7 separate regions of the Mus musculus genome follow, and all the other regions are linked to region 2. A link is a contact called in public HiCAR-type, HiChIP or PLAC-seq and promoter capture Hi-C data. All regions are on one chromosome and are shown on one strand. Each heading gives the region's core, a stretch centred on a gene start, on an enhancer-like site or on the middle of the called end of the contact. The rest is flanking DNA. Distances are from core to core; before and after follow the strand shown.

The links. Promoter capture Hi-C pulls out the DNA fragments that hold promoters and counts their contacts. HiCAR-type assays count read pairs that join an accessible place to other places. HiChIP or PLAC-seq counts read pairs in DNA pulled down with a chosen protein or histone mark.
Region 1: a contact with region 2 is called in a HiCAR-type map of astrocytes, with 4 times the contacts expected there. The contact joins the promoter of Tle6 here to the promoter of Tpgs1 in region 2. A contact is called at or near these places in 8 of 39 promoter capture datasets (cranial neural crest, embryonic stem cells, erythroid cells and 4 more), 1 of 15 datasets of contacts at CTCF or cohesin (large pre-B cells), 1 of 484 Hi-C or Micro-C datasets (liver) and 4 of 115 datasets of contacts at active chromatin or transcription factors (astrocytes, fibro-adipogenic progenitors, kidney and 1 more).
Region 3: a contact with region 2 is called in a promoter capture Hi-C map of hippocampal neurons, with 4 times the contacts expected there. The contact joins the promoter of Smim24 here to the promoter of Tpgs1 in region 2. A contact is called at or near these places in 3 of 39 promoter capture datasets (hippocampal neurons, liver and pre-B cells) and 1 of 115 datasets of contacts at active chromatin or transcription factors (astrocytes).
Region 4: a promoter capture Hi-C map of liver shows a contact between it and region 2, with 7 times the contacts expected there. The contact joins the promoter of Tle2 here to the promoter of Tpgs1 in region 2. A contact is called at or near these places in 8 of 39 promoter capture datasets (the C10 cell line, cranial neural crest, embryonic stem cells and 4 more), 2 of 115 datasets of contacts at active chromatin or transcription factors (astrocytes and bone marrow-derived macrophages) and 1 of 9 other capture datasets (liver).
Region 5: a contact with region 2 is called in a promoter capture Hi-C map of liver, with 4 times the contacts expected there. The contact joins the promoter of Gna15 here to the promoter of Tpgs1 in region 2. A contact is called at or near these places in 4 of 39 promoter capture datasets (hippocampal neurons, liver and pre-B cells).
Region 6: a contact with region 2 is called in an H3K4me3 HiChIP or PLAC-seq map of embryonic stem cells, with 8 read pairs. The contact joins the promoter of Cfap410 here to the promoter of Tpgs1 in region 2. A contact is called at or near these places in 1 of 39 promoter capture datasets (erythroid cells) and 4 of 115 datasets of contacts at active chromatin or transcription factors (astrocytes, embryonic stem cells, large pre-B cells and 1 more).
Region 7: a promoter capture Hi-C map of erythroid cells shows a contact between it and region 2, with 3 times the contacts expected there. The contact joins the promoter of Ankrd24 here to the promoter of Tpgs1 in region 2. A contact is called at or near these places in 6 of 39 promoter capture datasets (erythroid cells, hippocampal neurons, liver and 2 more), 4 of 484 Hi-C or Micro-C datasets (B cells, CD8 T cells, Th1 cells and 1 more), 1 of 115 datasets of contacts at active chromatin or transcription factors (astrocytes) and 1 of 9 other capture datasets (liver).

Annotation. Positions count from the first base shown.
Region 1 is chr10:81,599,650-81,603,022 of GRCm38.p6, forward strand. It overlaps Tle6 (transducin-like enhancer of split 6), which reads right to left and starts at 1,251. Exons shown (of 14, transcript NM_053254.2): 1 at 1,149-1,251; 2 at 386-466. The coding sequence starts at 430.
Region 2 is chr10:79,668,060-79,671,316 of GRCm38.p6, forward strand. Tpgs1 (tubulin polyglutamylase complex subunit 1) reads left to right here and starts at 1,380. Exons shown (of 2, transcript NM_148934.3): 1 at 1,380-1,724. The coding sequence starts at 1,387. Madcam1 (mucosal vascular addressin cell adhesion molecule 1) reads left to right here. Exons shown (of 5, transcript NM_013591.3): 5 at 178-483. The coding sequence ends at 308.
Region 3 is chr10:81,391,768-81,395,086 of GRCm38.p6, forward strand. It overlaps Smim24 (small integral membrane protein 24), which reads left to right and starts at 1,297. Exons shown (of 4, transcript NM_001099917.1): 1 at 1,297-1,392; 2 at 2,017-2,128; 3 at 2,321-2,383; 4 at 3,009-3,312. The coding sequence starts at 1,326. The coding sequence ends at 3,129.
Region 4 is chr10:81,573,935-81,577,094 of GRCm38.p6, forward strand. Tle2 (transducin-like enhancer of split 2) reads left to right here and starts at 1,353. Exons shown (of 21, transcript NM_019725.2): 1 at 1,353-1,757; 2 at 1,871-1,968; 3 at 2,302-2,365; 4 at 2,595-2,708. The coding sequence starts at 1,734.
Region 5 is chr10:81,522,876-81,526,286 of GRCm38.p6, forward strand. It overlaps Gna15 (guanine nucleotide binding protein, alpha 15), which reads right to left and starts at 1,350. Exons shown (of 7, transcript NM_010304.3): 1 at 935-1,350. The coding sequence starts at 1,079.
Region 6 is chr10:77,977,383-77,980,318 of GRCm38.p6, forward strand. It overlaps Cfap410 (cilia and flagella associated protein 410), which reads left to right and starts at 1,268. Exons shown (of 7, transcript NM_026431.2): 1 at 1,268-1,399; 2 at 2,371-2,389. The coding sequence starts at 1,323.
Region 7 is chr10:81,631,930-81,635,121 of GRCm38.p6, forward strand. It overlaps Ankrd24 (ankyrin repeat domain 24), which reads left to right and starts at 1,770. Exons shown (of 20, transcript NM_001374016.1): 1 at 1,770-1,826; 2 at 2,738-2,824; 3 at 2,936-3,066; 4 at 3,141-3,192. The coding sequence starts at 1,788.

The DNA of each region.
Region 1 (3,373 bases), core at 1-2,500, 1.9 Mb after region 2:
TGTGGATTAAAGCTGGGCAACGATCTTTAATCCCAATATAGTGTTAACACATGGAACTAAAGAGCCACTTGCTAGGAGAGGCTCAGCCCTGACCACACCAGGTGAACACCTAGTGTTAATAATCACCACTTGATTGACATTGGGAAAATGTGGGCCCGGTCTGGTCTATGGGGGTTTTCACCTGCGCTGTCAGGGGTCACAGGTGCAGGCACTGAGGGGCTCAGGCTGGGGTGCAGGCCTTTCATCTTAGCTAGGTAGGCAGGATTGCATGAGCTCCCGGTGCGGGGTGGGGGTGGGGGGGGCAGAGAGAACTAGTCTCCAAAACCCCAAACACAGTAGGAAGAGAGGAAGCTAACTGTGCCCCTCACCACCATTTCTCTCTCACCAAAATTCCACCAAAGGTGTCACTGCTCTGTCTGTGGGAAGTCATCTAGAAGATTCTTGAGGTCACAAATCTGATTAAGTCCTATAAGAACAGGTATAGGTTTTTAGAAGGCAGAAAAGCCGACTCCCACCCCCATCCCCGTAGCCTCTTCATCATCTGGACCCAGCTGGGGAGGAAGCCCCTTCCCCATCCCCATGTCTTCTGCGCTCCCTTTCCCCAAGACCCGGCTTTACTACTACTACTAAGGTTTCAGACACACACCCCCAGCTAAGGGCCTCATTAGTATCTCTTCAGATACCAAGAATAGAGAACCAGGCACCTCCAACTCCCTAGCGGGATCAGCCAGAAATGTGGCTAGTCGTGGACCGTTTGCCAGGCAGGCCGGGCACACGCCTTTAATCCCAGCATTTAGGAGGCAGAAGCAGGCAGATTTCTGAGTTCGAGGCCAGCCTGGTCTACAAAGTGAGTTCCAGGACAGCCAGGAACCAATAAGCCAAAAAACCAAAACAAACCAAAACAAAAAAAGTTTTCCAGGCGTACTAGTTAAGCCTGCATGTGGTGCAAATATATACGCTCAGGCACACACTTAAAACATTTTTCAAAAAAGAATAAAGGAGACAAGAGAAACGACACTTGGTTCACTCCCAAATCACTCAACCTAGGTAAACTCCCCGCTGAAGTCGGTTTTGTGAGGGTCCACACCCCTCCCTCGGGCTCCCTCTTCTCCCGACCCGCCCGCAGGAAGCGGGCTGCCCTCACGCACCACCTCTGAGGTTAGGGAGGCCCCAGGGATCCCAGAGGAAGCCTCTGAGGTCAGCCAGGGTCAGGCCAGGAGGAAGCCCCTCCTGCTGGGCCCCGGGCCATTTGACCCCTCTCACCCCGCCCCTCCAGCCTAGGCCACGCCCTACTAGGCCACACCCACACACCACGCCCCCTGCACCCACCGAGGGAAGCGTGTATCAGGGCCCAGGCCACGGTGCACGTGGGCCCCGGACTCAGCGAACCGCCCCTGCAGGCCCTGACCAATCAGAAGGCGGCGAGCCCACGTGGGCTGCGAGCCAGAATGCTCATTGCTCAGTTTGTGGCCGTGCTGTCAATCACGGAGTTCCTGCTTCGGCTTAACCCTCGCGTTCCAGGTGTGGCGATTCGGGAGCTGGGAGAATTTCAGAGTGTTTGGTGAAAAGTCTGATTATTTGGGGCATTCGAGACGGATCAGCAGGTGAAGGTGATTGCGGCCTAGACGTTTGATCCGAACTCGATCCCTGGGATCCACAGGGTGGACCACGAACTCACAACTCACTCTTGCACGTACACACACACACACACCCCACACACACTTTTCTTTTAAATCTTACTGAAACAGGAGAATCAGGATTCATCCTGGCTGGCCCGCATGTGCCCTGGGCCCTACCCCCAGCACCACTTGAAGACACCTTCATTATCCCAGCACTGGGGAGGTAAAAGTAGGAGGGTTAGGAGTTCGAGGTCGTCCTGAGTTAGATAGCAAATTCCAGGTTAGCTTGGAGTACAGGAGACTGTCTCAAATGAGAGAGAAAGGAAAGACATCGGGCACAAAGCCACACAAGCCCAGACCCCCATATTCAAGGACAGGAAGTGAAGCAGAACCCTGAGCTCCCTGCAAGGCTCAGCCCCCATCCCTGGCCCTGGATGGAGGATCCTGGAGTAAGCTGAGGATGGCCTGGGTTAGAGTGGACTCTCTGGACCTCCCTAGCCTCACTCCTACGTCCACTCCAGCCACAGATGGGGGATGTGAAATTAAACCACAGTCACCACTTTGGACTCGGAGGCAGGGGCAGTGACGGTGAGTTTGGGGCCAGCCTGGTTTCCATAGTACAAGCAGGTGTAAAACAGAAAGGGCTGTGAGAGGGCTTAGTGGGTAAAGCCCATTGCTGCTCAGCTTGAGTTTGATCCCTGCGACCCACACAGTAGAAGGTGAGAATGTGTTCTAATTCCCAAGAAGTGTCCTCTTGCACCCACATACCACACATGAACAAGTGATTGCAACTCAATTAGGCCTCTGTCACAGCAACTTTTCCTTCATTGAAAAGTATTTAAGGGACTGGAGAGATGGCTCAGCAGTTAAGAGCACTGGCTGATCTTCTAGAGGATCCAGGCTCAATTCCCAGCAACCACACGGTGGCTCACAACCATCTATAATGCGATCTGAAGCCCTCTTCTGACTTATAGAGCACTCACATATATTAAATAAATAAATCTCTTTTTTTTGTTTTTTGTTTTTTCGAGACAGGGTTTCTCTGTATAGCCCTGGCTGTCCTGGAACTCACTTTGTAGACCAGGCTGGCCTCGTTCTCAGAAATCCACCTGCCTCTGCCTCCCGAGTGCTGGGATTAAAAGCATGCACCACCACGCCCAGCCTTAAATAAATAAATCTTTAAAAAATATATATTTTAAGGCCAGGCAGTGGTGGTGCATGCCTTTTATCCCAGTTCATGGCAGAGGCAGATGAATCTCTGAGTTTGAGGCCAGCCTAGTCTACTGAGCAGGTTCCAGGACAGCCAGGGCTACACAGAGAAACACGGTCTGGGAACAAACAAACAAACAAATTAAGTGTACAAATGTTTGCTTGCATGCACTCAAACCATGTGTGTGCCAGGTACCCTCAGAAGCCGGAAAAGGGTGTTGGATTTCCTATAACTGGGGCAGACATATGGTGCTGGGTCCCCTGCAGGAACAGCTAGTGCTGGTAACTGCTGAGCCGCCTCTCCAGCCCCATATACATATATACTTTTTCTTTTTATCCCGGCCCTGCTTTTGACCCCATGAGTTTTGCACATACTAGGCCAGTGCTCAAGCCATTACTATCCATTTCAGCCAGGACTGTCATTGACAGGACCAGTGGGACTATAGGATCTTCATTTCCAGAGGGCTGCCCATGGCAGGAAGCTGAAAGGGGAGGGGTAGTCTCTCTCTCTCTCTCTCTCTCTCTCTCTCTCCCTCTAGCGGTCA
Region 2 (3,257 bases), core at 130-2,629:
AGTAGATTCATTCTTCCATGCTGTCTTTGAGTATGTCTGGTTGGGTGGCTGTTTTCTACCCAAGTAGAGGCTGGCTAGTTAAGTCCACTTTTAAACTGTAAGGGCCTATGTATGTTCCCTCTGTGGAGCCCACAGGCACTGGGACTGATGGCAGCCTTTCTCTTCCTACTCTTTCAGCCTCCACCGTCGTCCTATGGATTGGCAGCTTGGTGCTGGGGCTGCTTGCACTGGTCTTCCTTGCCTACCGCCTGTGGAAATGCTACCGGCCAGGTCCTCGCCCAGACACTAGCTCATGTACACACCTATGAAGCTCCATTATGCCAGACTAAAGGAGGCAGAGAGTGACCAGCTGCAGGATTTGGGGCATCAAGATGATAGTGTGGCCTCTTTCCTTGGTGGTCAGCACATCTATAAGTTTCTCCTGACTTCTGGGCTTTTCTGCCTGCTGGCCCAGAGCTAAATAAAAGCCCCGTATCTAGCCACTGGCATATTCTTTCGTACTGTGAATAGGAAGGCTTTGTACATCACCTATCCCTACAGCCAGAGTCCCTGGAGACAGTCACACATCCCAGTTTTCTTTGGTAGGTCGAGCAACAGGATACTAGGCTGGGAAATGCCTGCATTTAACAAGAGTAACTAAGGAGATATCCAGTGGCTTAGAAAAAGTACTTGGGGGGTAACCTGGGAAAACACGAAGAGCGGTATGGATGCCAGACAAGGGAATAAAAAGTATGTCAGTAGATAAAGAGCCAAAGATAACACAGAAAAGGGACATGCGAGGATACTAGAAAGCCACAGCAGTTCAGAATTGCAAAGAGAGCACCCCCCTCTGGTGGTCAGAAATGGTAACAGTCTGGGAAAGGAAGGAATCTGGTGACAACTCCGCTCAGGCACCTTAACGCTCGGAAGGAGACTAAGTGAGGCCAAAAACCCGGGAGAGCCCAGGCCGAGTCTGGGAGCAAACGCAGAAAACGGTTTGAACTCCGCTTTCAGCCCTAGATTCCTGGTGAGCTTTGCGGGGTTTATCTGGTACCCAGGGTGCCTGGTTGCTAGGAGACCATGCTTAGGAAGACTTGCCCACTACCAAGATGGCAAGGTATCGCGCTTCAAGCCAGAAACCAAGCCCTTCCTGGGGGACCATTTTGAAGTCTGGCAAGCTCACAATTCCAGACCGAAGCTAGAAGATGCAGTCATGGAGTAGCAGGAAAACGCACACAGAGAAAGCCAGGGGCACAGGGGGAAAAGGTCGCTTGCGCTTGTTACTATCGAGATTCTCAGAGAGGGGGGCCGCTGCCTCTGCCCTTAACAAAAATGGTCGTCGAGGGAAGGCGCCTCATCGCGCCGTGAATTATGGCGGCGCTTCCGGTCCCGCTGCCCCCAACAAAGATGGCGGCAGTGGAGAAACGGCGGCCGGCAGTAGCACCAGCGGCCAATTTCCCGGACAGTGGCCGGACGTCGGTGTCTCAGGCGGCGGCGGCCGCTGAGAGCGAGGAGGACTTCCTACGGCAGCTCGGCGTGACGGAGATGCTGCGCGCAGCCCTCCTAAAGGTGCTGGAGATCCGGCCCGAGGAGCCCATCGCCTTCTTGGCGCACTACTTCGAGAACATGGGTCTACGCTCGCCGACCAACGGAGGCGCCGGGGAGCCCCCGGGCCAGCTCCTCCTGCAGCAACAGCGCCTGGGCCGCGCGCTGTGGCACCTTCGCCTGGCTCACCACTCGCAGAGGTGCGGACCGATGGCGGACGGGGGTACCAGAACTACAATTCCCGACAGGCCCCGCGCGGGAGCAACTCGCCGCCGGCGCGGGGCGTTTCCGGGAGTAGTGGTCTTTCCTCTTTTCCCGGGTCTGGTCGGCTTGAGGCAGGTTTAAGGTTCTCGGCACGCCTCGCATCGATTTCGCCTGCAGTGTGCGCGGGGTGTACTGGATATTGTGGTCCGGGTAGGAAGTGCTGGGGGTTGTAATCCATCGTCCATCTATTGCATGAGCTTCCAGGTGATTACGGCCTGGAGGAGGTTGCTTTTGAACCCGAGTCCATTTTGCCCTCGCAGCCAAGGGTTTTGGGAGGTCAAGAAGCCCAGCAAGGTAGTATAAATAGTGTGGTGCTTGTCCAGGAGATGGACAGCCTGTGTACTCAGGCCCCAGGCCCCAGACAGAAGTTCCTTAGATGCACACGCAGAGCACAGGCTGGTCTAGAGCCTGACGTGAACCCTGCAGGGAGCTCCGCAGTGGGAGTAGTTCCAGTGTAGGTGACGACTAAGGACGCTTTTTCATTGCATAGTGGATGAGGGAAGCTGATCAGTAGGGCATCATCAGCCAGGGGGTGACCAAATGCCTGAGGGTCTCAGCATGGGAGTGGCTTTCCAAAGGGTGCTTGGAGGAAGACTCAGGGAGGAGAGCAGGGGAGGGGGCCGCAAGGAGGAAGACGTTGGGCAACAGTAGCTCAGGCCTTCCCTAGGGAAGTGAAAGTCCAGAGATCATACATTTCCAGCTGAGCAGACCAGACATCTCTGCACCAGAGGGAAGGGGCTCAGTATCCAAGATGGTAGCCAAGAAGGGAAGGGTGGAGCATGGCGGGCCCATGTGGCTAGAGGGGAGGGGTACAGGCACAAAGGGAGAAAACCAGCGAGAATGTAGACGGACAGTCTTCAGCTAGGACAGCATTGGGGTATGTGAGTGGGAGACTGAAGGTATCAGCAGAGAATACGCACACAAGACCACACCGTGAGGTGCCCAGGGGAGGAACAAACTGCTTACTGGGGGCATCCGGAATTCTCCCAGGGATGAAGAGCAATGAACCTAGGGATTTAAAATAGAAGTGTTTTCTGTGAGTTGAAGTCAGCCTCACCTGAGGATCTGGGGCAAGCTTTGTGATCATGTCACCAGGTCTCTGTGTCCTTCACTACCTGGTTTCTGTGCCAGTCACTGGATCCTTACCTGCCATCCTCTGGCAAGGCCTCATTTTAACCAGCTGAAAGCTGTGTGTTTACCATATTCTGAGGTTCTGTGTGGACCCAAACTTGGGGCCATTACTCACCTGTGGGAACTAAAAAGGGACCCTGGGGAAGAGAGGGAGGAAAGACCCACGTCCCGCCAGAGTTCCACCTATGCTCTGGTCAGGCAGACGTGAGAGGGCTACCAGACTCTTTCCACTCAGCCCCAGGTGGGCATCCAAGCCTCTGACGTACTCTTTGGGGGGGGGGGTGGACAAGGGGCAGCCCAACCTGGGAGCCCCGGGGCTACTTCTCTAAACAGGCCCC
Region 3 (3,319 bases), core at 47-2,546, 1.7 Mb after region 2:
GCACATTCCAGGCCAGCCTGGACTAGGGAGCATAAGGAACCATGTGTGGTAGGTCCTCTCCACAGGGCTTCCCCCACCTCAGCTGGTGGGCATGTCAGTCTGGGCTCCTGACATCCCACCTGGGCTCAGATCTCTCAGCTCAGGACTCCATGAGTATACAGTAGGAGCTTAATATAGATAGGCATGCCTGGTTGGGTTCCTGGTGACATCTTTAATCCCAACACTCAGGAGGCAGAGGCAGGAGAATCTCTCTGAGTTCGAGAGTCTACAAAGTTAGGTTCCAGGACAGCCAGGGTTACCGTGTCTCAAAAAACCAAAATCAGGAAAAAAAAGCCAAACCCTTTTTCCAAACTGTGTGAGACCTGCCTCAAGCTTGGTATGTAGATGAGGATGACCTGGAATTCTTCATTCTCCTGCCTCCACCTCTGAATGCTGAGATGACAGGCATGTATCATCCCACCTCGTTTCTGGGGTGCTGGGGATGGAACCCAGGGCCTCATGCAAGCTGGGAGACTGCTCTGCCTCTGAGCTACAGCCCAGCACACAGTTTTATTTCTGAGACAGTGTCTTGCTCTGGAGGTCAGATAAGGCCTAGACCTAACCATCCTCCTGTCTCAGGCCTCTGTTGTGTGGGAATGACGGGCACATGAGGACATCAGTGCCCCGTTTCCTTGCTGTCTCCTGCACGTGCGCAGGCTGTGGCTGCACCCGTGACACTTCTGGGTGGGGTCCTCCTTTGCCCAGGTGAGGCTTGATATCTAATCAGCTTGAGGCCCAAGGTTGAGGGCAGAAGCCTGTGCCCTGTCTTTGTATGTTGAGATGTCTGGATGCTCTGCAGGCAGGTGTCTCTGCCATTGCTTTGAGGGTCCCCCTTCTAGGAACGTGGTGCTCCCTGCCTCCTTTGCAGCCTGGTGCTCACAGAGCTGCCAACCCCACTGGGCTGACCTACTAGACACAAAGTTGCCAGGCTTGTCCCAGCCACCAAGCCTGACTGCCACACTTGGTTGTGTGCACGTGACAGCGTGGACGTCCCATCTGTGCAGCCTGACTTCTTACAGAGGACTCTAAGGACCTGTCCCTGGGGCTGCTGGTCTCCAGGGAGGGGTGCAAGGTGCGGGGGAAGGGACAGTCTAGGTTAATATTAAACTAGCCGCAGACTCTGCCCTCCAAAGATGCAGGGGTCTGATGCCAAGCAGGCATGGGAGGCTGGGCCACAGACGGCAGGTTCCCCACCCCGCCCCGCCCAATCACTGTCTTAACCCCACCCGAGCCCTGTGCAGCTCACACCTGCAGCTGAACGTCGGCCCATATCCAGTGTGCTGGCCATGGACACCTTGGGCAGGCTGCTGCTGCTGGCTACACTGTTCCTGACACCCGCTGAGGCCCAGCAGGGTAGGACTAGGGTGTGGAGCCCGCGCTGGGTGGGTGTTAGGAACTGGGGCAGGGGCTCTTCAGCATCTCATTTCCCATTAGGAGAAACTAAGGCAAGGCAGGAAGAGGAAGTGAAGAGGGCACTGGTGGGGACGAGTGCTCTCCAATGACTCCTTCTGCCCTGTCTCTGATCTAACATCCTTCTCCCCTCTCAACGCTGTAAGCTAAGGCCACTGCCCTTTTCCAGCTGGTCCTCTCAGCTCCTTCAAGGCCTCTCTGAGCTATCCCCCCCCCTCGCCGCCCCCACTTCCCCCGCCTCCTCAACTACTTTATCTAAAAGCCTCACCCCTTAGAAGCCCAGCTTCTCCGGGAGGCGCGGACCTCCTTTACAACCTCTGCCCCCTAAGCCCCTGGCAGCTCCTAGTCTTGGACGTTCTTCCTGATTCCCACCTCTTTACGCCTTTTCTAAGCCCCGCCCTCCAAGACCCGCCTCTTTCCGTTAACGTCTTCCCCTCTCTCCCGCAGACCCCTCTGCTCCCAACAGACCCTTCTTTTTCCCTCTCGCAGAACCCACTTCCCCTGCAGGCTCCCCTTCCCCCTGCAGACCCTTCGTTTTTTGTGTCTGACTTGTCTTGTCCTTTGCAGCCTCAGAGCGCCGCCTGAAGCCTTGGCTAGTAGGCCTGGCTGCAGTAGTGGGCTTCCTGTTTATAGTCTTCATCCTCATGCTGGCCAATCGTGTCTGGTGCGCCAAAGGCAGGTGAGGACCTGCCCCTGTCCCACGCAGGGCCTCCTTGACCTCCCCGCCCTTCTGTGCTCCCTCCCAGGGTCAGCCTGGAGGTCATCTTGCTTTGCTGCCCTGTTGATCCCTTCTGATTCTTGGCGTTCATGACCTCAGTTGGGGATACTGAGGCAGAGAACAGCTCTTGTATCAATGTTTCTATTTGTGCAGAGCAGAGGATGAGGAGGCTACATTCAGAATGGAGCACATTATGAACGAGAACTCACAGCCAAGGTACCCTGTGGGTGATTCCCCCCAGACAGTCCTGAGAGGCCCAGCTGGGGGGAGGGGACAGTGTCCAGCAGGTGGACTCTGGGTGGGACTCTCTAGTGCAGATTCTGGGTCTGGGAGAGGAATAGAAGTGGGGGAGAGTTGGCATGGGCAGCTGGAAATACAGCTGAGCCCTGTGAACCTGAGAGGGTCCTGAGGAAGGAAGGGAGGGCTAGAAGGAGAGGCTGGGGCTACCTGTACCCAGAACTGCAGAGAACACAGCTACCTACCCTGTGACGACGCATGGTTTCCTGTACACCATGACCGTCACTCTATCGTAAGTGACCCACTCATTAACCTATCCACCCACCCATCCATCCACCCACCCATCTACCCACCCGTCCACCTATCCATCCACCTATCCACACATCCATCCATCGACCCACCCACCTATCCATCCACACATCCACCCATCTACCCACCTATCCTCCCATCCACCAATTCATCCTTTTCTTTCCATGGAGTGAACATTTTCTTTTCTGTGGGGTCATCCTGAGATCACCGCAGCCCGGAGTCCGTCCTCACCTAGCCTGATAAGGTGGCTTGGTAAGCAGTGACCCTCTCTCACTGCGGCACTGTAACCCTACAGTAAAGCAGACAAGAAGCAGAAGAAGAAGGTGGACAGGAAGGGCGGACAGAGCAACGAGGCCTTGGAACTAGAGGAAAAGGAGTCCTCAGATGAGGAGAGAGGCAAGAAAACAGCTTTGTAAAGCATCTTGTCACCTGGGGGTGCTTCATCCACACACCTCAAGTTGCAGCCACCACCTGAAGCCGGACTGGTGTCATCTGGGTCTGAAAACTGTCCTCATATGAGGAGGTCAGCTCTGCCTATGGCCTCCATACTCACCCCCACCTTCCCCTGACACTCACCACTGGCCTGGTGTCCACTCCTATTCATCT
Region 4 (3,160 bases), core at 103-2,602, 1.9 Mb after region 2:
GCTTACAGAGTCAGAGGGTCAGTCCATAATCATCGAGACAGGTGCATGAAGGCCTCCAGGCAGGCATGGTACAGGAGGAGCAGAGAGTTCTGTGTCTTCTTCTGAAGGCCCCTAGAAGAAGTCTGACTAAGGCACTTGGCAGAGCTTCAAAGCCCACTCCCAGAGTGGCATACTTCCTCCAACAAGACTACACCTACTCCAACAAGGCCACACCTCCAAATAGTGCTACTCCCTGGGCCAAGCATGGTCAAACCACCACAGTAGACCAAGCTGTCCTGAAACTCAGAGAGATCTGCCTGCCTCTGCATTTCAAGTGCTGGGATTGAAGGTGTGGGTCCCCTCCTTCCTCTTCTGAGGTCTAGTCCTGCCAGAGTTGGAAACAAAGGATGATTCCTGGGGGGAAGGGGGTTTCCATGGTGACAGGTGGCTTCTCAGCTCTGGGGGACACCCTTAAACTTGATGGGATGTAGGAGGTGGCCTGATGGCACACAGAGGCCTGTTGTCCCAGCTACTACAGGGACTGAGAATTCCAAGCTCAAGCTTTGCAGGGGCAACTTAGCAAGGCCTTGCCTCCAAAAGTAAAAGGGGGCTGGGGGCGTGGTCAAGAGTGGAGTCTCTAATCCCTAGTGAGGGGCTGGGGGCGTGGTCATGGGTGACTTCTGCCTAGAATCCCTCGGTGAAGGGCTGGGGGTGTGGTCAGAGGTAGAGCTGCTGCCTAGAATCTCCCAGTGAAGGTCTGGGGGCGGGGTCAGTGGTGAAGCCCCTGCAGAAGATTTTCTAGTGTTCCGGTTCAAGATACACAAGAGTTCTATGCACTAAGTTTAAAGAGTCTGGTCCTTTAGGAGCCCAATCTGGATAGAGGAGGCCACCCAGTTGGCTGGTGGTGGCACTAGCATGCAAGTCTGTAGTGGGCTCTGAGCCTGACCAAGCTGCCCTGGGCTCTGTCCTGGATCTCTCCAGAGTGGGGCAGCATTGGTTGACAAGCATAGCCTGGGTCTGCTCTTCCTGGGACAGGTGTGTATCTCTCTCTCTTTCGATCTTGGGGATGTTTATCCTTCATAAGGGCATAGTGTCGCTGTCCCAGAGAAGCCACTTGCAGCCCCCACGGCTCCAGAGGCGCGCGCACAGAGATTTTTTTTTTTTTTTTGCCTAATTTCTCTCCCCCCGGTTTTTTTTTTTTTTTTGAGTGGGGGTGGGGCGGGAACACTAGGATCGAACCCAAGCCTCAGTTTCCCCAGCGGGTCTTGGAACCGAAGAAGCAGAGCAGGCGGGGGCGGCGGTGCCACCTTAAGGCGGGTCCCGCCCGCGGCTCCCAGCCGAGCCCCGCGGAGGGAGGCGGCTCCGCAGCCACTGAGGCCACCAGCGCCGACCCCGGGCGGCGGCCACAGACCTGCGGCGCTGACTGCAGCTGCCCCTGGGTTGTACAACCCCGGACGCGCTGGCTGGAGGGGGGGCGCAGCGCGGGGTCCTGGTCCCCTGCCCCGACAGGCTCTCCCTGGCTGCTCTTTCTTTGCGTAAAAATCCCTCCCCCAGCTCCGGCTTCTCTCCTAGCTTTTCCAGGCTCAGTCTCCTTGCACCCCAGCTCTAGCTTAGCACCCCAAATTCTACTGCCTGCTCCTCCCCGCACCCAATTCTCTCCCCAGCGCCACCTCTGCACCTCAGCGTCCCTTTGCCACATCCTCAAGCCTCCAAGAAGCTGGGGGGGTCCATTCTCTCACCCATCCATCAGCAGGATGTACCCTCAGGGAAGGCACCCGGTGAGTACGGAGACTCCCATCTCTGGCTGCAGGAGGTGGGGACCAGGGAGGGGACTCCTGCCTGCTGTTGCCCTGGAACTCACCCTAGTGTCCTTTCCCACTCTCCCCCTCAGACCCCGCTGCAGTCTGGCCAGCCTTTCAAGTTCTCAGTACTGGAAATCTGTGACCGGATCAAAGAGGAATTCCAGTTTCTTCAAGCTCAGTACCACAGGTGAGGGAGCCCTAGTTCTGGGCCCTGGGAAGCCCCATGGGGGTGAGCGGGGACTCTTGGAGGGGCGTGGTTTCTAGGGCAAGGGGCGGGGCTCATTGGGCCTACTGGAGGGCTTTCTGGTGGAGGTGGTGCCCAGAAGAGTGTGAGATGAATGGATTCAGGGAAAGCCTTCCCTGAGAATGTTTTGGTCCCAGGAGTAGATCTGGGCTCGAGAGGACTGGGAACAGTTTCTAAAGGAATGGGGAGCCAGCAGCTTCTGCCTGTCACTGTGGAAACTGACCCATGTGGGGTGTGGCAAGTCAACCCCCATTTTTGTCTATTCTTCCTGCCCAGCCTCAAGCTAGAATGTGAGAAGCTGGCCAGCGAGAAGACAGAAATGCAAAGGCATTATGTGATGGTAAGGAGTACCTGCCCATTCTGCCCACTTCCGTGTTCTCCCTAAAAAGGGCAGGCTGGGATACCAGGCACTGTTCTGTGGGTCTCCCCCCCCCTCCAATTTGGGGGACTACCTGATTGTCCTATCTCTCTGAGCCCATCCGTGATCCATCTTGTGGGTTCCCTGTCTGGGTCTCCATGGGGCTCAGGGTGTTTGTGTCTTGCCCTGATACTCGTACCACCCCCTCGAGGCTGCACCCCATCAGTGTCCCCAGGGTGGCACCAGCTATCCACACTGGCCAAGACTGTCTCCTTTGCAGTACTACGAGATGTCCTACGGACTCAACATTGAGATGCATAAACAGGTGACCATGTGGGGTACGGGTGTCTGCGGGGAGGGTCTAACTAAGTTCATCCACATTTCAGGTGGTCATCCCAAAGGTTCTGAGTGGATCTGAGATTTGAGATAGCCCTGAAGGTTCTGAGGGTTCAAGGATCTGAGATAGCCCTGAAAGTTCTGAGATAACTGACAGTTCCAAGGACTGGAGGTTCTGAGATAGCCCTGAAGGTTCTGAGGGCTTGAGCTTCTGAGATAGCATTTGGAGTTGCATGGTTGATCCCATGGGCTTCTGAGACTCCAGCCTATGGTGTTAGGGTTCTGAGATACACTCTATGTGGAGATTGACTTTGAGGTCTGTAATTAACCCTGAGTCCCCAAAGTGGCCAGTGGCTCTAGGGGGTCCTGAGGGTTCAGAGATCTGTTGATGAGTGGATTTATAGGTTTTGCCCCCGAACACTCATGATTCCATGCTGGAGC
Region 5 (3,411 bases), core at 100-2,599, 1.9 Mb after region 2:
ATGTGATTCTTTGATGGGATCATCATCACCATCACCCCCCCCACCATCATCATCACCACCATCATCATCATCATCAGACTGGGTCTCAGTATGTAGCTCAGGTGGTTTTGAACTCATGGCAATTCTGATATCTCAGTTATCCAAGTGCTAGGATTACCAGTGTGAAAAACTATGCCTAGCTTTTAGTTCTAAAACAGGGAGTCTTTTGGCCCAGGCTAGCCTCAAACTCTTGTAGCTCAGTGTGACCCTGATCCCATGATGTTCCTGCCTCTGTCTCCGCAATGCTTGGTGACACAATCGTACCTCCCGTGCCTGGCTCATGTGGCCTTGGGATGGAAACCAAGCTCTCCCTGATGCTCAGGGATCTTCCTGCCTGCTGAGCCCCAGTTCCTGTTCTGCCCCTCCCCACTTTTATCAATTTCCGATACAATGTCTCACATGGTCTAGTCTGGCCTCTAATTCACAACCTTCTGGCCTCAGTGTCCCAAGGAATAAAGGATTTTGAAGGAATGAAGGATTTGATTGAAACAAGTGAAGCATTTTGGTCAGTTCGAGAGTTTAGAATTTTTAGTGAATGAGTGAATGAATGAATCCACTGATGCTCATAAGCCCAGAACAAAGCGCTTGGTGACCATGACCAGCAGCTTGGAGCCCTGGCTCAGGCAGTCGGAGGAAGAGACTTAGGCCCTCCCTGAGCCAGCCTGAAGCTCACCTTCATTCCCTTCCCGTGACACATACAGGTGTGTTTATGTGGTAGCACCCGCCAGGGCCACCTCCCCGCAGCCAGATGCACGACTCAGCCGCGAATGAGAGACTCAGCTTCTTGAAGCTTTGCTCTCCCCATCTAGAAAATGGGTCGGCAAGCGAGTCCCTGCTGCCTCCGGAGTCGTTGGCCCCGCCCGCTCTCGGCCCCTGTGCTGCATTCCACACTCACCCAACAGCAGGAGTTTCAATTCCTCGCGCTCTTGTTTTTTCTGTTCCAACAAAATCCTGTTGATCTCCTGGTCGATTCTGGCGGCAGTCTTCTCCTCCTCTGTCAGGCACCAGGGACAGCAGCCCCAAGTCAGGGACCGGGCCATGGTGGGCGCTTCACAGACCACCAGGTGACATCACAGGGCCTGCAGAGCCCAACTGTGGGACTCTTTCTTCTCCGGATGGAGTGGAGGTGGGGGTGGAGGTCACCCCAGGGCCCTCCGTGTCCCTGCCTAGGGCCTGTGGGAGCCCAGGCAAGGGCTTCAAGAGGCCTGGGTGCTGGAAACAGGGCGGGGACCTGGGTGCTGCTTCCCGCCCCCTCCAACTTGCCCAGACCTGGCCCTGCCCGCCAGACAGGTCGGTGGTGGAAGCTCCAGCAGATGAGGAGGGAGGGGTGGCTGCCTTCTGGGAGCACAGTCCTCGAGGTGTCTAACTTGACCCTCCTTCCTCCTTCCCTAAGAGAGTGGCCTCACCCCTGGGCTTCTGACACTGCTGGCCCCAGCTGCCCCCTCCTCTGGGCCAAATAGGAAGCGACCAGTGGGCACAGCTATTGCTCAGGGCTGATTTCAGAACTGCTGAGGCGGGAGGGAAGTCTGTGCTTCCGTGTCTGTCTGGCCTTCCTCAGCACACACTCACTAGTTTGACAGCTGAGGAGACTAAGGCATGGAGTAAAGGCAGGGACTTCCCCAAGACCCATGGAGGAAGCAGAGGGTCATGTCTGGCCCCTTGAGTCCCAGAGAGATTAGCAAGAAGCAGAAGAATCAGTGAGAGAGGGACTGATGCATTTATGGAATGCCTACTGTATACCAGGAAGGCTTCTATTTTGCTCCACAGAGGACAAAACAGAACTTTTTTTGTAAAGTTGGGTGACGGAGAGCTGTTTCAGCGGGTGAAGAAACTTGTGCTGTAGCCTGACCAGAGTCATCCCTGGGGCTCATATGATGGGACGGAGAACCAATTCTGTGGATTACCCTCTGCCTTCCACCTAAATCCCAAACCAAACAGATGGCGACAAGTTCTAAAAGTGCTGCACAGCCATCGAAGGGCTGGGGGCGTAGCTTTAATAGGGAGTCAGGAGAGTAAAGGTGACAGACACTAAAGGACTCTGGGAGCTGAATCACTGGGCTGAGCCCCTCAGACCCCAGGCTACACAGAGTGAAAGTTCTAGATCCTTCTGGCTCGTGTATCTCTAGCCTGGGGAGATAAGCGTAGCCTGGGAGCCTCTTGTCATGCAACTGATCTGGTTCAGAGAGGGTGTTAGACCCCGGAAACACAACTTCCTAGCCTTCGTCCTCCCCTGCTCCAGGTTGGTGGCAGACGGACATCGACAGGTTGGCAGGCCCACGCCTGCTCCACGCTGACTTCAGTTGACTGTTGATTCCTATTGCAGGAGATGGGAAGTGTGATAGGGGCGGGGTGGGGTCACTGAGGCCAGAGGGAGCTTCCCCGCCCACTGAGACTTGTACTGTGGTTGATAGGGAGCAAGCTGGGGGTTGGGTGGGGTTGATGGCGGGGGGGGGGGGGGGGGTGCATCAGAACTGGCCTGGGCTTGCAGAAGCTGGAGAGGCAGCACCCTGCTTGGTCCTTTTGGGGCCAGACACAAGGCCCTTGGGACAACACAGTGGGGACCAAAGCCTCGCTCTGATGCCTCCTGTGGCCCCCACCATTGCCCTCTGTGGGGGTTCCAGCAAGTGGAGCCTGTGAGTCCTGGGCCAGCCTGTGCCACAAAGTGAGACCCTGTCTGAATGTTTACAGGGGTGTGTACTGGGTGGTAAGTTCCCTGTACTTCCGTGAAAACATTGTATCAACTGCTAATAGGAACCTGTTCTCTGTTTTTTTCTACTAATAGACTTTCTTTCTTTCTTTTTTTTTAAAGATTTATTTATTTATTATATGTAAGTACACCATAGCTGTCTTCAGACACCCCAGAAGAGATTCAGTTATCATTACAGATGGTTGTGAGCCACCATGTGGCTGCTGGGATTTGAACTCAGGGCCTTCGGAAGAGCAGTCGGTGCTCTTAACCACTGAGCCATCTCTCCAGCCCACTTTCTTTCTTTCTTTCTTTCTTTCTTTCTTTCTTTCTTTCTTTCTTTCTTTCTTTCTTCCCTTCCCTTCCCTTCCCTTCCCTTCCCTTCCCTTCCCTTCCCTTCCCTTCCCTTCCCTTCCCTTCCCTTCCCTTCCCTTCCCTTCCCTTCCCCTTCCTTCCTTCCTTTCTTTCTTTTTTTCTTTCTTTCTTTTTGAGACTTCTCTGTGTAGCCATGGCTGTTCTGGAACTCATTCTGTAGACCAGGCTAGCTTTGAACTCACAGAGAACCCCCTGCCTGTCTTTCGAGTAATGAAATTTGAGGCGTATACTACCATCGTCAGCACTGGCTTTTAAGTATATAGTTACATTTGTTTATTTGTTGTGTGTGGCTGCCCATGCCAGGAACTTGT
Region 6 (2,936 bases), core at 18-2,517, 1.7 Mb before region 2:
GTTCCAGGGTGCAAACTATGGTTTTTAGGTTTGTGCGTCCAGTACTGTTACCTACTGAACCATTTCACTTGTTTTTGGTAAAGGCAGACCAGGGTGGTCAGACAGACAATAGAGCCCTAGAATACTTCATCAAGGGCAGTTTATTACCTAAAGGGCCTGAAGTACCCAGTGCCTGTCCCGGTGTAATCTGTAGGATAGAAAAAGATATGAAGATTTCAACCTACAATCTTTCGTTTTGTTTTCTTCTGGAGATCTGTTTTCTCCAGAAGAAAACAAAACAAAAATTCATTTGTGATTACTTAAAATGCACACTGACAACCACAGGCACAGTACTGACTTTCAAAAACATAACGTCTATTTTCTATTTGTTTGTTTGTTTGTTTGTTTTTAAGGTTTTTGTTTTGTTCGTTTTGTTTTTCTACATATGAGTGTTATGCTTGCATGTGTGTGCAACCCAAGTGACCTGTCTGGTGCGCAAGGAGGCCAAAAGAGGGGCATTGAGTCCCCTGGAACTAGAGTTACATAAGGTTGTGATCCGGCCATATGAGTGCCCTGGAAAAGCAGCCAGCGCTCTTAACTGTTTCTTCAGTCCCTCCCCAAGCCCCCACTACTCGGCTTTGTCTTTTGAGATAATGTCTGTATGAGCCAGTCTTGCCAGAAACTGGCTCAGGCAATCCTCCTGCCTCAGCCTCTGAGTGCATCAATTACAAGTGTCAGTCATCGTCTGGTTGTGGATTAGCTGTTATGTAACACAAATCCCCGATTTGGGGTCAAGCAGAAATGGGTGAGGGCTCAGTGGTGACCAGGGCCATGGCAGGGATTAGGATCCGGAGCAAGCATGCCAGGAGGGTTTCTGCTGGCATCCACTACGAGGACTCTGTCACCCTTCCCGACTCGACCTTTTCTGTCCTCGATGTCTCCGAGACCAGCCAGGCGTCCCGAGTCCCTCACACACCGGCGCCTTTCTCACCCAAGCCAGCCCATCTCAGACTCTTGCACACTGGAATCCTAAGGGCCGCCCTTCCCGCGCACGCAAACACGGGATGCAGAGACCAGCGGTCCCCAGGCAGCAAAGCCCGGAGCCTCGTGCATGCGCAGGACCGGCGGGCCGCCAAAGGGGCGGGGCGGAATCGCGTATCACGGAAGTCGGGCCGTCCCGCTTCGCCGGCGCGCTTCCGCCCTCTCGCCTGACTGCCAATGGGACCTCAGGCTCCGCCCCTAGAAACGCGGGCCCCGCCCCTGGAGACGCGCCGCTGCGCAGGCCTCTCCCGCTAGCCGAGTGTACAGCGGAGGGCGGCCGGGCCCGCGGCCCTGTGGCCACCATGAAGCTGACACGAAAGATGGTCCTGTCCCGAGCCAAGGCTTCGGAGCTGCACAACGTGCGGAAGCTCAACTGCTGGTGAGGCCGGCCAGGAGCGGGAGGAAGCAGAGGCCGCGCTGAGCGCCTGCTACCCCAGGCTAGCTAGGTTGCAGGCTCACTCTGAGGCCAGTGCTTCAGAGGAGTGCGGCCCTCGCAGGATAACTAGAATTTCCCTCTAGTGTTGCTGAGGGCTTTTCGCTAACCCTCTGTGTCTGTGTCTGGTATCTGAAGACAGAGGTGCTTAGTGGCATGTCTACAGGGAGAGACTGAGGTTGTAAAGTCATGATCCGGTGCTGGAGAGGGTGACCTGGTATGAGTGACAGCCTAGACCTTAGATGCTATTATATGGATGCACTCTAAGTTGCATGGCTGAGTCACACTAATACTGAAAGCCCCGGGCTTCTGGAGGAGTTTGTATCTGGCGTGTGGAAGAGCTACAGGTGTCTCTGGGGACTGGGGTGGGATGCTGTGGCCAGAGCATTTAGCAGTGGCAGAGCAAGTGCAGACCCCTGCTTCTAGTAATGGTCAGTGGGCTACTGGAAAGAGTGAGCTTTGTTAATTAAAAGCCTTTCCCTGCCCTGGCACATCTGGTGTTGGGGCCACAGTCCTCCCTGTCCTGGGTTTTCAATAATGCCTTTCTTTGTCGAGCCAGCGAGCACATCAGGGCTTCCTCTGTGCAAGCAGAAACAACACACATTGCAGGCCCGTGAAGTTTGCTTCAGAAGTTGCATGACCGGCCTTTGAGCTTGGCCTCTTATGAAGATCCCTTTGTTTATGTGTGTGACTGGAAAGAGCTTTCTGCTATGGGAGCCTGAGAGGAGAAAACTGTGTACCCCCATGCACCAAGCAGGGAGTATTGGCAGAAACCAACCTCACCCTTATTTGGGCAACCAGCCTTCCTTACTGTTCCGAATGTAGAATCTTTAGATTTATAGACAATTGCCATTTCTTTGGGGATTTTTAAAATATTTTCATTCAACAAATTAAAGTCTATTTCTTTTCTTCTCCAGGGGCAGCCAGCTCACAGATGTAAGCTCTGCCTTGATTGTATCTTCTTCCGGATGCCCCTTCCCCCAGAAGAATAGCTAAAGTTACAGAACTGTGATCTTCAGCTCAGTGCCGTGTCACTTGCTAGACCTGCACAGAGGAAAACAGAGTCAAAGCTCTGCCTTGAGAGGAGTCCCTGGTGGTGATTTCCCTCAAGGACATCAACAGGGGCACTCTGCATGGCCTTCCTCAGCTTCAGGAGGCGACACCCCAACCCCACCCGAAATGACAGGCAGCTGGGACTGTGGAGCCCACAGCCCAGGTCTGATCCACAGATCTGATGGTGTGTCGTGGCCAAACTTAACTGCAGTTCTGTCTGCCTTGAGCCCAGAACCATTGGCAAGGAGAGTGTCTGTCCTTTCTTTGTGCCTCAGGGGCAGCAAGGAGAAAGGGTTGTGTATCTGTCTCAGGGTGGGAAACCACAAGATCCTTGGCCAGGCGTCCTCAGAGGGTATTGACTGTAATGATGTTCTGTGTTAGACACAGAACTGTTGTAAACTGCCAGGTAGAAACACCCAGTGTAGAACAC
Region 7 (3,192 bases), core at 520-3,019, 2.0 Mb after region 2:
TTCTTTCTCCCTTTTTTGTTTGTTTGTTCTGTGTAGCCCTGGCTCTCATAGAACTTGCTCTGTAGACCAGGCTGCCCTCAAAGTCACAGAGATCTGTCTGCCTCTGCCTCTCAAGTCCTGGATTAAAGGTGAGAGCCACTGTGTCTGGCTCAGTATTCTCTCTCTCTCTCTTTAAAGGTGGCACATGTGTGTGTGTGCGCGGGTGTGTGTACATGTATGTAGATATGTATGTGTGTATGTATATGTGTGTCTCTATATATGTGCCTATATACATGTGCATATATGCATATGTATATATATGTATCTATATGTGTATATATTTATATATACATGTGTATATATGTACACATATTCTAGGACTCTCTGCAGAGAGGGACACACCAGTATCTAGAGTGTTATGGGACACAGAGGCAGGAGTTGCTTATTGTTTATTAGGGAGACCATATCTCCACCTGTGCAAGGCAATTTCATGAACGACTCACTTCTCCCCAAGTTCTGCCTCTCTGGGATTCTCATCCCACAGCTCCTGTCGTGTGTCCCTGCCTGCTGCTCCGTCTCCAAGACAGCTTCTACAGTGCCAACTTACATGCACAGAAGCCAGAGAGCTAGAAAGTCATTCCGCAGTCACTTGATAAATGTAGAACAGAAGAGTCTCAGGCTGTGGCCCAGGGATATTTTGTGGGTCCTGCATAGAGGGCTCTAATTTCAGGCAAGGCAGACAAGTGCCCACACACCTTAGAGCCAGAAACGGGGGTTGCAACCCCCACTTCCAGTTGATCTAAAGATTCCTCTGACCCAGCCTGGAAGCTGTGCACAGGTCCAGATGCATGTGCCTGAAGAATGAAATGCAGTTCTTATTGTGTACTCATGGTGTACCAGGCCTGTTGTGCAGGGCGGTGCGTTCTGCTCAGCCTCTGCACGGCCCTCCGGAGCTGTGTCTGGAAAGTCTATGTGAAACCCCATTGCACATATGAGGAGGGCGGAGGCTCCAACAGGTGAGGTCTAGGTCAGTCCCATAGGTGGATAATGGCGAGGCAGACCTGGGATTCAAGTTTGGAGTGAGACTTGAGAGCTACTGGAGCGAAGTAAATAATGAAAGAGTAGATGGGTGGACAGGTAGGTTGGAGGAGTGAATGGGTGAGAGGATGTGTGCGTGAATGAAGGGATGAGTAAGCCAATGCATTTGCCCATGAAAAGACGTTAGTAAATGGGTGGTGAGGAAATTAATGAGCGAATGGGTGAATGAAAACATTAGCAAAGTGCGAATAATGACTGTTGGAGAGAGTGAATGTGTGAAACGATGGATGAACGAATGAATGAATGAAAAGATAGGCATAAATGTATGAATGAATGAAGACTGGAAGGTGATGGCTGAATGAATGATGTCCATCATTGTAAGTAAGGTGAGCTGGAGGTGAGGAGTTAGCGGGCTGACACCCGATAGGGACCATCATGGAGTTGCGGGGCGGAGCCTTTTCAGCGGGATGGAGCGTGTCGGTGCAGGAGTGGGGTGGTGGGGAAGAGAGCACTATATAGCAGCGGGCGAGCGGGCCTGGGGAAAATGGGAGTAACCTGGAACTTAGAACGGATGTGAGCGGGCCCTGAGCTTTCGTGGAAGAGGTGGGAGGGGCCTGAAATCTAGGGGGAAGCTGGGCGGGCTCTGTGCCTGAGCCTGGTGAGGAAGGGTGCTGAGTCTGGAGAAGAGGTGTGCCACAGGAGGAGGGCAGAGCCCCGTGTCTGAGGAGGTAGGCGTGGTCTGATCTGGCCCCGCCCTCCTGCGGTTCGCCATGAAGCAGCTGTGCCTGTGTGCTGCTGCCTCCTTCGCGGTAGGCGTTTGGGTCCCTCTGCGCCTTCCCCTCTTTCCTAGAAAGAAGTTCGGCAGAGGGCGGGGCGCCTGTAGAGCCTGGGCGGGAAGTGGAGGGCGGTGTTGAGGGCAGGCGTGTCTGTGCAGGCGTGGGGTCAGCAGGCCGTTGCGGGATGCAGGTCTTGGAGGACACTGTGGACAGTGAGTGACTCAGGAACTGTCCATGTTCCTGGGCAGTGAGTTTAAAAACATTAGCGGCTGCAGTTCTGCTGGCCAGGCCTTGATGCTACCTGGGGGCGATGGTCTTGGCTGAGCAGCTGTGAAGGACGGAGCGAGGTTCTGGGCGCTGGAGGATAGTTTGGAAAAGGCCAGTCATCCCAGCATTCGGAGGCTAAGGCAGGGGATCTTTAATTTTAGTTACACCCAGTCTCAAAAAAACTAAGACAGTAAAATAATTGTGAACGAGGAGCTTGGCACCACCAAGCCCTGGCTTCCATGCCCAGCACTACATAAACCAGGTGTGATGTTCCACACCTGTCACCCCAGCCTCGAGGACTGGGAGGCAGGAAGTTCAGGAATTCAAGGTCATCCTGACTCCCAGGGAGTTTGACAGCAGCCTAGGCTACTTGAGGCCCTGACTCAAAAAACAAAAACAAAGCTGGATCATTGAAATCCTCGCACTTTGGGAGATTTCTGTGACTTTCAGGCTACCCTGGTCTACATAAGAGACATGCTATTTAAAAAAAAAAAAAAAAAAAAAAAAAGTTGTACCCTGTCTTTCAAAACTGGCTTTGGATTAAGGCACACACAGGTGGTTTGAGGAGGATTGATATCTGGAAGCTGCCCTGGTGGTGGGCCTGGATCACACGCTGGGGGGTGCAGGTTTCAGAGACACTGTCTGAGGCCCCCAGCCCAGGACCACCTATCCCACAGCTCCGGCTCAGCCCCACCGACCTCAGCTCCTGCCCACCCTGTGGCCGGTGCCCTATCCCAAAACCCGCAGCCAGAGGCAGGCGCCAGGCAAGTGCTCAGGGGTGGGTGGGGAGAGCCCGGAGCAACTGCCCCTGTTCCTTGGTGGGGAAAGGACATCGACCCACTCAGTCCCTCGCACCTCTGGGTGTGCCACCGCAGGGCCAAGACTGGGGCAAAAGTGACCAGCGACTGCTCCAGGCAGTGGAGAACAACGATGTGGCCAGAGTGGCCTCGTTGATCGCCCACAAGGGGCTGGTGCCTACAAAACTGGACCCCGAGGGCAAGTCTGCGTGAGTGTCCAAGCCCTGGGGCTGGGGTGGCTTTGGACATTCTTCTGGGGTTGACCCCTGACTCGTGCCTCTAGGTTCCACTTAGCAGCCATGAGGGGTGCGGCGGGGTGTCTGGAAGTGATGCTG